2 separate regions of the Bombyx mori genome follow, and region 1 is linked to region 2. Evidence: chromatin contacts called from public Hi-C data. All regions are on one chromosome and are shown on one strand. The core of a region is the stretch at or near the end of the contact, and the rest is flanking DNA. Distances in the headings are between cores, read along the strand shown.

Evidence for each region. A called contact is a pair of places that touch in the nucleus more often than the background predicts.
Region 1: a contact with region 2 is called in a Hi-C map of whole pupa, with 2.4 times the contacts expected there. The contact joins the promoter of LOC101741505 here to the enhancer-like site in region 2. A contact is called at or near these places in 3 of 7 Hi-C or Micro-C datasets (midgut and whole pupa).

Annotation. Positions count from the first base shown.
Region 1 is chr11:9,300,904-9,303,786 of ASM3026992v2, forward strand. LOC101741505 (cyclin-dependent kinase 14) reads right to left here and starts at 1,468. Exons shown (of 11, transcript XM_038013646.2): 1 at 1,247-1,468. The coding sequence starts at 1,316. It overlaps LOC101741365 (islet cell autoantigen 1), which reads left to right and starts at 1,900. Exons shown (of 4, transcript XM_004931533.5): 1 at 1,900-2,883. The coding sequence starts at 2,322.
Region 2 is chr11:9,244,632-9,247,331 of ASM3026992v2, forward strand. All of the region lies in intron 3 of LOC101741505 (cyclin-dependent kinase 14), which reads right to left. Among protein-coding and RNA genes, the nearest start is that of LOC134199677, 3.7 kb to the left of the region's middle. Within about 2 kb of position 1,415, at least 1 of the 8 cell types and tissues checked has open chromatin away from gene starts, as enhancers often do.

The DNA of each region.
Region 1 (2,883 bases), core at 218-2,717, 56 kb after region 2:
GTCGCCATGCGCAATCAACTGTGTGATTCTCTCTGTGTTTTACTTGAAAACAAATTATTTTTTCGTAATATTTTATTTTATCATTATGACATATTTAGTTCCTATCACGATCTGTTCTTTTTTGCATATTACTTTTACAAAATAATGTCGATGTTTCACATCTGCCAGGCGGCCCGTGACGGCTCACATTTTTTTTCCTACCTAAGCTCTAATAATTGCTCTAATGGGTGGACGAGCTCATGGTCCACCTGGTGTGAAGTCATTACCGGAGCCCATTAACATCAACAACGTAAATGCCGCCACCCACCTTGAGTTCTAGTTGTTCCAGTACAAAGGCTGCCCGCCCTTCAAACAGACACGCGTTCTTTCTTCACGGCAGTAATAGGCAGGGTGGTGGTACCTGCCCGAGGGGGTCACAAACCGCCCTACCATCAGTAATTACGCAAATTAGAATTTTTGCGGGCATGATTTTCATTGCACGATGTTATTTCTTCACCGTGGAAATCAATCATGAACATTTGTTTGTGCGTAGTGAGATTAAATGTTGACATTTTAATCAACAAAATATAAATTACTAACCGTAAAAGTAGTTTTGTGTCTATAACTCGCGAAGAAAATACCAAAAATCACTAATATAAATTTTAAGCAAATTTTCGTATTGTACTCTTTTTGTGAACTTTTAATGACTTACCTACACTACATTTGAAAAAAATATCAATCACTAATTTATTTCATAACATATTTAAAAGATATTAAATTTTATATTGATCAAACCAAACTAATTCGATAACAAAAACATGAGGTCGTATATCATAAAAATGAAAAACAACGAATTGAACCGTATTCATAGGGCCGAAAGTTTGTTTTAAGTCCATCCGTCATTTCTGTACATACAGTTCCCAAACAATAACTGATAAAAATATATTCAAAACTATTTAACTATATTTTTTCTTCATATTATGCCTAAGCTTGCTGTAACAATTAATCAACAGTAGGATTCTAGTTTAGGCACCTTCGTTTGTTAAAAAGTTTCGAATTCTATTCTCAATTCATATCACTTATTCGAAAGTTTCTCTTCACTTTCAAAACTTTTTTAAGCCTAGTCGAAGCAGATTACCTTTATAAGATCCTCTTGCAATATTAAACACATAATAGCAGCAATTTTAAATAATAATATAAACAAACTTAAATATACCGATAATTATAACCTGTAAAAAAAAACAAATTTGATCAACGACAAACTTACCATCTTTGACGTTTTTCGAAGATTGCGAAGACGATACCCCGGGAACATTTTTATCACTAGCACAGTACATTTTAATTATTATCACACTTTTGTGGCGGAACAGTGGTTCTCATCTAAAAAAATAACACATATTATTTTCGAAATAGTTTGATAAACATTAGATTGACGGACACGAAACGCGGCAGCCATTCCACATTCCGGTTGTAAATATCATATCATAGACAATTTTTCACTTGGCTTACCATTTTTAATTTAACCAGAGCAAAGGTTAGCATTTGAAAAAGCTATAATACTATAGAGATTTCAAAGAAAATTCATAATTCAATGTAATTATTAAACTGGATGTAAATTGAACCATAAATTGACTATGACAAATCCGATCTAATCTTTTTGTTTTTTTTTTGTTTATATATAATGCCAATGTTAAAACTGGCTTGCAAACAAATGTCTAATAATTATTCTAGTGTGCAAGTAGTTTGTCGACATATATTTTAGGTGTAAAATATATTATTTTATTGCCCGTGCAGGCAGACGAGCATACGGTCCATCTGATAGTGAATTAACGCAGTGGCTATAATAATAGTACCAAGTATAGACGAAATCTACTCTAGTGGCGGGCGGTGCGATTGTTAAAAACGAGACGATGATATCATCTCAAAAAATTCCTCAGAGCACTCCTTCTCAAGATATATCGGTTATAAATAACAAAAACTTTCATTCATTCCAGAATGTTCAAGATCCACTCAGCCTTTTAGATGTTTTTTTTTGTTTGGTATTGAAATAAACAATTACCAAACACCATTGCTACTGTTGTGTATCATATAATGAAATATAATATAAATATAGCTTTGTTTTGCTTTTTATCGTTGTAAATTAAACATTTATTTTTATGTGCATTGGATTGGAACATGAAAGTGTCATTGTCAGTTTCTGTTAAGTGCATTATCTATGGTTCCTGTCATTGCAAATACAAATGATATGAAAATTATTGATAATATTTTATTTTCGGCAATTTCAAAAACTTTTAATTTGTGATAATACGACAGAAACAAATCAAAGTATCAGTACAGTGAAGATGATGCAGCATCAATATTGGGTTACTAAAAAGACTGTTCTGAAAAAGCTGGGAACTAAAGAAGACGAATGTATCGTTTCTTCCGACGCCGAACTGGACGCGAAATTAGAGTTATTCCGATCAATATCTGACAGCTGTTTGCAATTACAACGCGTATTAGACCAATACCAAGAGCGAATATGTATTCTGGCTCAAGAAGAAAATGCTTTGGGGAAATTTCTCCGAGATTCTGGAAAAAACGCTGACGCGTCAGGGAAACACATGATTTCCGCTGGAAAAGCGATATCATACTGTGGGCAGCAGCGGCTATCAATTAGATCGCCATTGCTAAGGCTTTATCATGAAGTGGAAACATTTCGAGGTCGAGCTGTGAGTGATATGCGAGCTACTGTGTCTGCCATGGAGAAGGCGAGATTAGAGTATCGTGCAGCATTGAGTTGGATGAAATCGACAAGTGCTCAGCTAGACCCTGATACAGGTCGTGGCCTCGATAATTTCCGAAAGGCACAACGTCAAGTACGTGAGAGTAAAAAAATATTTGATAAATTGACACTTGATGTAC
Region 2 (2,700 bases), core at 165-2,664:
TTTACAGTCATTTTTTATTCATTACCTTTTCGCTTGCTATTCATTACTATCATTGAAATGTACTTTGTTAACAAGACACGTTACAGTCGATCTGACATTACACCGCTTTTCAAGCGTAGCAGCCCGTAATTGTGTACATTATAATGCAAATTGTTGTTTACTGCATCCATTAGTGTGTGTGTAGAGTACTCGACTCGATTACGTCCTCTGTCCGCAGTGCGACAGTACCTTCAAGTGTACTAGAAATCGCTGTCAGCTGATCGTTGAGGTTGAAACATTGTTTCGACATATCCAACTACGTATCCGTGCCGCTCCTTAGAGATGGATAGCATTGTTTTAACGTTTCCTGAGTCATGTTTGCAAAACGTAAAGAATGTTCTCTGTCTGAATGTTGTCTGGACCCAAACTGGGATTCTATGTGTAATATGGAAACTATGGGATATGATTATACCTGTGGGGGGCTTAAAAGACGAAGGTAAGATCTTCCACCGACCGTGTGATATTGCTCGGTAGACTGACGGTCGGACTGTTTTTATTCGGAACTTGTATATAATAATATGCAAGCTTATCTTGAAAATGTCGTAAGCGAGATTCAAGCATCTGTCAAATATGTGTTTCCATTAACACCGAGACAGAGAGCAAACAAATCTATTCGTCACAAGTATGTATTCCCAATATGGTATGAAACCACGACCCGACCAGCACCCAGGGGCACTACCACCGCCACCGAGTCACTCGGCTAAATGTTAGCTTTCTCGTTTACCAATGTCGACTGCTGTAAAAAAATCAACAGTGGCATAGTTCTATGCATTTGTGGATAAAATGCTTTCACTATACGTGTCGGTAACATTTTGAAAGAAGAAATTTGACATTTATTGCATCGGACGTGAAACATCCTTCGTTTTTTTATGGCCATCGTAAGCAGACGAGCATACGTCCTACCTGATCCTGTCGATATATATACCTATTGAAAAAATGAGTGTTTGTAATATCACTACATAATGTAAAACAAAGTCGCTTTCTCTGTCCCTACATCCCTATGTATGCTTAAATCTTTAAAACTAAGCAACGGATTTTGATGCCGTTTTTTTAATAAATAGAGTGATTGAAGAGGAAGGTTTATATGTAGGTATAATAACATCCATTAAATAGTGGAGAAATCAATAATAAATTACAGTTTCCGAAGCGAAGCGAGGGCGGGTCGCTAGTATTTATATAAAAAATATGTTATGATGTTCTTTCGAATTGTATCCGTAAGTTTTAATCTTCTGAAGAGATGAAAACTAAATTAACTAATATATGATTAATATATCTTAGACTCACTTCTATTGTTTGTACTTTAAAATCTCGTATAAAGTATTCCTCGTTCGTTCAATAACAATGTTATAGTTTATGATGATAAACAAACCAATAAAGGAAGCTAATGATCCTATTGTTATATCCGCAGTGTATCGAGCACAAATTAATTATTATTACATTCCTAAGATATCACGGAAAACAATTAATAAGTCACGAACGGTTTTAATTACAAAACACAACAGTTATAATCAAAATAGTTTTGTCTTTTACACGTGCTTCCTACAAAATTTTAATAGCTGGCTTAATTTAAATTTGATTGTAATAAAGCGATATATTTGAATTTATTTATGTATTAGACGAGCTCACACCGCACTTAGCGTTAAATAGTTGTTGTCGAAATTTTCATTAAATTTGTAACAGGTTTACGTTTTCGCTATTTAAACTGAGCTTAGTGCGAGTTTTTTAACGTTCTCGATGGCGTAAAAGTTAACTTAAACTAGATGATAACGCCATCTTGTTGTGTCTTTAAAGCGGTTAGTTGCCCTCAATTAAGAAAAATAGTATTATTGTTCGCCAATAGATGTCGGGAAGTGTTGATTATCGAAAACACGAATAAAACAACATTTTCTGAAAGGAAATTGTAGCTAGATCGATTTATCGCCCCCGAAATCCCCTGTATACTAAATTTTATGAAAATCGTTGAAGCCGTTTCCGAGATTCAGATTATACATATATATTAATATACAAGAATTGCTCGTTTAAAGGTATAAGATATGATTTGTATTGAGTTAGAATGTTCGCCTTCGTTTGCCGCTAGAGGCGCTGTTCCAATTGCATACAAATTTGAGTTAACTTTTACGCTATCGAGAACGTTAAAAAACTCGCACTAAGCACACTGAACGGTGCATAACTGTTTCCCAGAAGAAAACATGATGGTATATATTCGTGCGGACTCATAATACGCGCTAACAGCAATAACGTCGGTTTGAAGGGCGTGAAAGCAGTTACATAATGAGTGTTCAACCCTATTTCTCAAGCCAAGCAACTTTCATGTTCCGGTGTCTTATCACAACGTGAATGTGGCCTACGGTATTGACTTAATATCGAGTGGGAAATAAGCCCATCCACCCATCTATAATCAATAAAATATCAACATATCGTATGTTGTCTGTTTAAAAAAAATATGTATTTTCTTCTAGACATGTAACATTTTCGAGGGTACTCGCCATTACTTTTTGTTATTGATTTTTTTTTTTTTTCAAATATTCCAACAGAATCGAATTTAACTTTTGGCACGTATAGTATTAAACTAAATCCGTTGCACCACATGTCCGAAAATGTGTAAAGAATACAGAAAATCTTTGATTTACGAGCTACAACAAAAACCAAAGATAGTATCAG